2 separate regions of the Mus musculus genome follow, and region 2 is linked to region 1. The links are chromatin contacts, called in public HiChIP or PLAC-seq maps. All regions are on one chromosome and are shown on one strand. Each heading gives the region's core, a stretch centred on a gene start, on an enhancer-like site or on the middle of the called end of the contact. The rest is flanking DNA. Distances are from core to core; before and after follow the strand shown.

The links. HiChIP or PLAC-seq counts read pairs in DNA pulled down with a chosen protein or histone mark.
Region 2: a contact with region 1 is called in an H3K4me3 HiChIP or PLAC-seq map of bone marrow-derived macrophages, with 6 times the contacts expected there. The contact joins two enhancer-like sites. A contact is called at or near these places in 1 of 15 datasets of contacts at CTCF or cohesin (large pre-B cells) and 3 of 115 datasets of contacts at active chromatin or transcription factors (the NIH/3T3 cell line, bone marrow-derived macrophages and embryonic stem cells).

The regions. Positions count from the first base shown.
Region 1 is chr9:64,445,612-64,448,830 of GRCm38.p6, reverse strand. The region is part of intron 1 of Megf11 (multiple EGF-like-domains 11); the gene reads right to left. Among named protein-coding and RNA genes, the nearest start is that of Megf11, 62 kb to the right of the region's middle. Within about 2 kb of position 1,505, at least 40 of the 459 cell types and tissues checked have an H3K27ac peak or open chromatin away from gene starts, as enhancers often do. A contact at or near this core is called in bone marrow-derived macrophages, where this site is marked.
Region 2 is chr9:64,924,203-64,927,421 of GRCm38.p6, reverse strand. It overlaps Slc24a1 (solute carrier family 24 (sodium/potassium/calcium exchanger), member 1), which reads left to right. Exons shown (of 10, transcript NM_144813.2): 8 at 170-259; 9 at 1,087-1,253; 10 at 2,752-3,219. The coding sequence ends at 3,001. Among named protein-coding and RNA genes, the nearest start is that of Gm39361, 7.2 kb to the left of the region's middle. Within about 2 kb of position 1,446, at least 76 of the 459 cell types and tissues checked have an H3K27ac peak or open chromatin away from gene starts, as enhancers often do. A contact at or near this core is called in bone marrow-derived macrophages, where this site is marked.

The DNA of each region.
Region 1 (3,219 bases), core at 256-2,755:
ACTCACTCTGTAGCCCACAAAGGTCTTGAACTTGTGATCCTCCTGCCTCAGCCTCTCAAGTGCTAGGATTACAGGCCTTGACCATCACTCCTGGTTTCTGCAGTGCTGCGGATGGAACCCAGCACTTATGTGCATGTTGGGCAAGCACTCTACAGACTGAGCTACATCCCCACCTTCGGTCCATCTACATTTTAATCCCAGCTCTGGCTCCCATTAGCTGTGAACCCTGAGTTGAGTTGCTTAACCTCTCTGAGCCTGTTCCCTTGCCAAGCGGTTGCATTAATTACTAGCTAGTTCACGAGGTGCACGGGAGGACGAGATAAGATGAACTATAATGAAAGCAACAGAACATAGAAAGCAGTTAATAAATGTTTGGTTTTCTTCCCTTCCAATTCCAAATCCTAAAACATATTGCTTTGGGACCATTCCAACACAGAGGTTACAAAGAACTTTGCCGTGGGAAAATATACATTTCTCAAGAGCGATTGGAATCTAGAGACAGGGCTGCCCAAGCCTTTGTCCACAGCAGTCCTGGCTTCCTTTCTACTCTCCTTATCTCCATGACCAGTCAGCCCTCTAGGGCCAGGGTATCCCCTCACATACAGGATACACATAGGCAAGTCCATGCTCTCTCTCTCTCTCTCTCTCTCTCTCACACACACACACACACACACACACACACACACACACACACACACACACACACCATGGTTCAGCATCTGGACCCAGGCAAGATTTCTGGGAGCTCCGCATCTCTTCACCTGGGCTCCACATCCACAAAGTGAAGATCCCAGAGGCACCCTCATTGGCGCCTCCCTCACACCTGTGCTGAAAGAGCCAAGGGGCCTGAAGAAAAATGGATGCTCCCAGGTCCTTCCCTGGGAGCAGAGCTGGCCTGTCAGACACAGTTGCAGGCTCTACTCTTCCTTCCACCCCACAGCCCCGCAGGTCTTCGTGCACCCAGAGAGCAGGCATCCACCTCAGGCTTCTCCCAGCTCCAACAAGCCGCCGGTGGACACCCTTATGGGCAATCAGACAGGACTCACACATTTCCTTTAACTTCCTTCTGCAAGGAGGCTGCCTTTCACTTGTCTCCAGTCAGCAGATTTGCCCTACAGTCTGTGGCTATTGTGGGTGGAGCTGGCCCACAGCCATTCCGAGCAAATGGGTTATCCAGCAGGGGAAGGAAAACAGGAGCTTTAACTAAATAAGCAAAGGACCCGGGGAAGCCAGAGGGGGGGGAGGGGAGAGGGTGAATTGCACAAATGCAAATTAGAATTATTTAAAAATTAAAAGTTATTTTAATTATTTAACCTAATTGCTGCCCTGTTCTCCCAGGGAGAGCCCCACTTGCCTTCCGTGGGGTGCAGAGCATTAAACTGAGTCCTGGAGCAGTGCAGGCAAGAAACAAGAGCACCCGTGTTTCAAAATCCCTCTGTGTGCTGGGATGGGGAGGTGGCTGAGGGCAGAAGGATGGCCGATGTGGGTGGGGACTGGAGGCTGAGGGCAGGCACAATATGAACAGGGAGGTGCCCAGCAGCTATCCCCTAACATGAACAGCGCCCTGTGTGGTTGACAGCATCGGGACCCAGGTCCTACTGTGCAGAGCTGAAGCCCAGGAAGGCTGGGGCTGAAGCTGACAGAGTAAGCAGTAGCCCCATACCCAAAGCCCTTCCCCCTCCCCGCTCTACTGCACCAGTCTAAGGAAGAGGGGAGGGGTAGCAGGAACTGAGGCCTCCTATGCCAGGCGAACAGTGATTCCAATCCAGCTGCAGTTGCGGAGTGATCTTAGACAAAAGCCTCAAGTCTCTGAGCCCTGGTGTCCATGTGGAAAGGCGGGAACTGGCTCCTCCTCACAGGGCTGTCGAGAGGGTCAAAGGGCACATACATGGATAGCACCACCACTTAGTAGGTGCTTAACAGGGCTTTATCACTCCAAGGAGTCTGGAAGAAGGAGACGTCCCATGACTTGCCAGGCTAAGTAGTTTTTCACTTAGCTGCTCTCAAAGTCGCTGAAGCCCCACAGGTTCCTAGAAACATGAGTCTCCAGGGGTCTTAAGCTCTCTGGGAGACACTAGCCTATAGTCACAGGCCTCTGTCACATGTGTCGACTGAGGGTGTAACACAGTGATATGGACTCTAGCAGCAAGAAAGATTTAGGGTAGACGCTAAGCACAGCTTTTGTAAAGGGCTCTAAAAGACAAAGATGGTCTATAGGGACAGGAGAGAGCAAAACTGAGCCCTCTGTGACCCAGGAAGAGAATATAAGGGTCAGGGGATCCCAAGACCCTTGTCCAGCATGTTGGTAACCAGACGGACAGAAGTCTCTAGAAGGAAGTAAAGATCACAGTAGGGAGGAAGTGTTCTGAGTAACTCTGAGTTCGCTCCTTTCAGAATGTCTGACTGTCACTGATTCTGACCACCAAGTCCCCCAGGGGGGCATCCAGATGACCCCACAACTGAGCCCACTCTGAAGCCTAGGGCACCATTCTGGTGATCCTGTTCACCTACTCACCATTCACAGCACACCCGATAGATACCAGCACCATGCCAGGCCCTGGGCACTACCTACAGCTTTGGTCTCCTTTCTATTCATCCAGGGAAGAGTCTGATTTTCATGTGATTTGCATAAATTTGCATTTTCAATTGGGGAAAATAAAAAGACCTTCAACTCCAAGTAGCTGAGATAAAATAAATTGGCATTTTTTTTATTGTCCCTGCTGCAGCAATTGGATTCTACCCTAACACCAGGCTTTAGCTGTAGCCTCAGAGGGCCTGTCAGAGATGAGGCTGGGTTTCATAGACAAGGAACAACAGGTTCCTCCCCAAAGCCCAGGCCAGGAAAGATAGAGGGTGCCCAGAACAGGACTCAGAGTGGGCTCATTTTGTTGACTGCTCCCCCAGAAGCCAAGGAGCAAGCTGTCTGCTGAAGGTGGCCCACTGCTCAGAATGGGCTTATCCTTGATCCTAGACACTCTCAAGGCTACACCTCCAGGGCAGGCTCCCTGACCCTGAAGGTCACCACCACTCTTTGCTCTCATCTGGAATCTTCACACATGCTTTGAAGGGTGACAGGTGCCACCAGGGAGAGAACTGTCCTCTGAGAAGAAAAGCCTCTAATGAACCAACCACCTAGGAGGCCTGGCCCCTGAGGGCTGGTGGTGTTTAGAGACAGCAGGCATGGGGCACCATGGGCAAAAGGCCATAGGGAGCAATAAT
Region 2 (3,219 bases), core at 197-2,696, 480 kb before region 1:
GCTCCAGGGACTCTCTGGGGACAGGGCCACAGCTCCGTGCACATTGCTTGTTATCTTCCTCAAGATCACTCATCCATTAGACCTCGTCACATTTTGGGGTTCCTTCAGAGAGGGGCCAAAGGCCAGTAGCCTCTGCAACTTATTTTTCTTCCCTTTGCAACCCCTACAGGAGTCCAGGAAGTTTTTTGTCATCACCTTCCTGGGATCCATCATCTGGATAGCCATGTTCTCATACCTCATGGTATGGTGGGCTCACCAGGTGAGTGGGCAGTAGAGCAGTCTTCCACTGCAGGTCCTAGTGTTGGCCATCTGAGATGCGTCTCCAGGATCCAGAACTATCAACATCCAGTGTGCCTGTGGTTCCCACGCTGTTTGTAAAGGCTTTTTAAAAGGAGGCTTTCATGCCATCAAATGCTTTCCAAGCATGGCTTTCCTGCCCTAACTGGTATTCAACTATATCAAGGCACAGGAGACCCTTCACATCTGGATTCACATCTGGATTCCAGTGGACCAGGCTGGCCTGATACTCAGGCTGGTGAAATCCCTTTCCTCGCTGAGTCAGCTCGCTGGCATCATGCCTGTCTTCCTCTGCCTGAGGACCACGAGATTTCGTGTTCTGCCCAGAACAGAACTTGGCACACAATCATAACTTCTGGCTTTTCTCTAGGCTAAGCATATGGATAGTACTGTCTGAACTTCTATTTGCAGCCTGGCTTAGCTGCCAGTGCACAGCAGAGCTCACATGTCCAGGAAAGAAATGTTGACAGAGCAGACTATTGTGGGGGAGGGGGCAGTTCTTTGGGCATGTGGAGTTGTTACAGTCGGAAGGACACACCTGGTATCATTAGACTTTTAGTGCCCACAGTGAAGAGCTGTGTGGTTCCCTGCAGCCTAGGGCAGGGGCCTGGCTCTTTATCTCTCAACCCATCCCCATTCCTCTCCTGTAGAGGGCATGTTCTGAGCCTTAGTGCTTTGATTATAAAGTAGTGTGTCACTGGTGCTGGGAACTCTGGTTTTCCACCTGGGGTTGTCATGGTTTCCACCTGGGGTTGCCATGGTTTCTCATGACTGTTGCTGTTTTACCAGGTTGGCGAAACCATTGGGATTTCTGAAGAGATTATGGGTTTGACAATCTTAGCAGCAGGCACTTCAATTCCTGACCTCATCACCAGTGTGATCGTTGCCCGGAAAGGCCTGGGAGACATGGCTGTGTCAAGCTCAGTGGGCAGTAACATATTTGACATCACAGTGGGGTGAGTGGTAGTGTTGCTTCCTAAGGCATATTCAGAATAACTAGAAACTGCATTCGCTTAGTTGGCTGGCTTTCTTCTTTACTCATTATAGATGCAACGAAAGGGCATTTGTAAGGTTAGTCCTTATGAGGCAATGAAGCATCCTCCCTCCATTCACCACAGCCTTAAATTAGCTGACAGGATGTGAGGTCCATTCATTCATTCTATTTCCCAATACAAGAGAGTGCTGCCTGTCAAGGGTAGAGCAGGGACTGGAAGGGTCACGTCACTCCTTTTCCTTTGTATGTGGGCTCCTGCTAGCTCAGAGGAACAAGAACTTTTATAGAAACAAGAACTAGTCCACCCTCCTGTTTAACCACTCCCCCCCTGCCCGTAGTCTTGCAGGCCGCCTGAGTACCTGGGCCAGTTTCATTACCTTGTCTTTTTTTTTTTTTTAAACAAAAACAAAAACAGAATGATCAAGGGTGGGATAAGGAGCCTGGTTTGGGATTAAACATTCCCTCCCCACTTCCTCTTCCTCCTTCTCCTTTTAAAAGGATTTATTTAGTTATTTTATGTATGTGAGTACACTGTAGCTGTACAGATGGTTGTGAGCCTTCATGTGGTTGTAGGAATTGAATTTTTAGGACCTCCGCTTGCTCCGGTGGGCCTCGCTTGCTCAGTCTCTACTTGCTCTGACCCAAAGATTTATTTATTATTATTATTATTTATTTATTTATTTATTATACATAAGAACACTGTAGTTGACTTCAGACACACCAGAAGAGGGCATCAGATCTCATTAATGATGGTTGTGAGCCACCATGTGGTTGGTGGGATTTGAACTCAGGACCTTCAGAAGAACAGTCAGTGTTCTTACCTGCTGAGCCATCTCCCCAGCCCTACCTGGTCATGTCTTATATTTGGTTATTTTGCTTGGAACGTGTGTGTGTGTGTGTGTGTGTGTGTGTGTGTGTGTGTAGGTATCAGAAAGATTTGATCACTAAAGAAAATTTATCCTGAGATAGGACTTAATCATAAAAACTGAGAAACTAGTTCCACATTGACTAGGGTTAGTCCTATGCATGTCGATAAGCATTTGTGGGTGGAGATGGGGGTGGGGATGGAAGTGGGGGTATCAGACTCAGGCCACCTTTTTCATTGATTTTTGGGGGACTCAGTCTTCCTGGCTCAGACTAGACTCCCACTGAGGATGCTCTGCCTCAGTGCCTAGTGCTATGCTAGCATGCCCAGCTCAGAGCCCTTGTCTTATCCCAGGCTCTCTGTGACAGGCTTTGAGCTCTCTGCCAAGAACTTGTGTCTCTCTAACCTGCGTTTCCTCATCAGTGATTTGAGATTAATGCTTTCTGTTTCATCCTGAGTGTGAAAACAAGAGCTCTGAAAACCTTAAGACACCAATCACCCTAATCAAGCACCCAGGGGCATTACTAATCACTCTAATCAAGCACCCAGGGGCATTACAAACATGGCCACCGTTCGTACTATTTTTCTTTTGCAGCTTGCCTGTTCCGTGGCTCCTCTTCTCCCTCATCAATGCGCTGCAGCCTGTTCCTGTCAGCAGCAACGGCCTGTTCTGTGCAATCGTCTTGCTGTTTCTCATGCTCCTGTTTGTGATCTTCTCAATTGCATCGTGTAAATGGAGAATGAACAAGATCCTGGGCTTCACGATGTTCCTTCTTTACTTTGTGTTCTTGGTAATCAGTGTGATGTTAGAAGATCGAATCATATCCTGCCCTGTGTCTGTCTGATTCAGCCACTGATGCTCAAGATGGACATAGAGGAGAGGACTATGCCAGAAGTTACCGTCCCTCTTACCATACCAATCAAATAATGAACATGATCAGGAATGTGAGCCGGGCAGCGTAGACCCTCAGAGGTGACTGTCATTATGACTGAGGCTTCTCTCTGCAAACACCTGCAGCTTCAGGTGGATTAAGAACGTTACCTTGGAAGGGAGAGTTTTTAT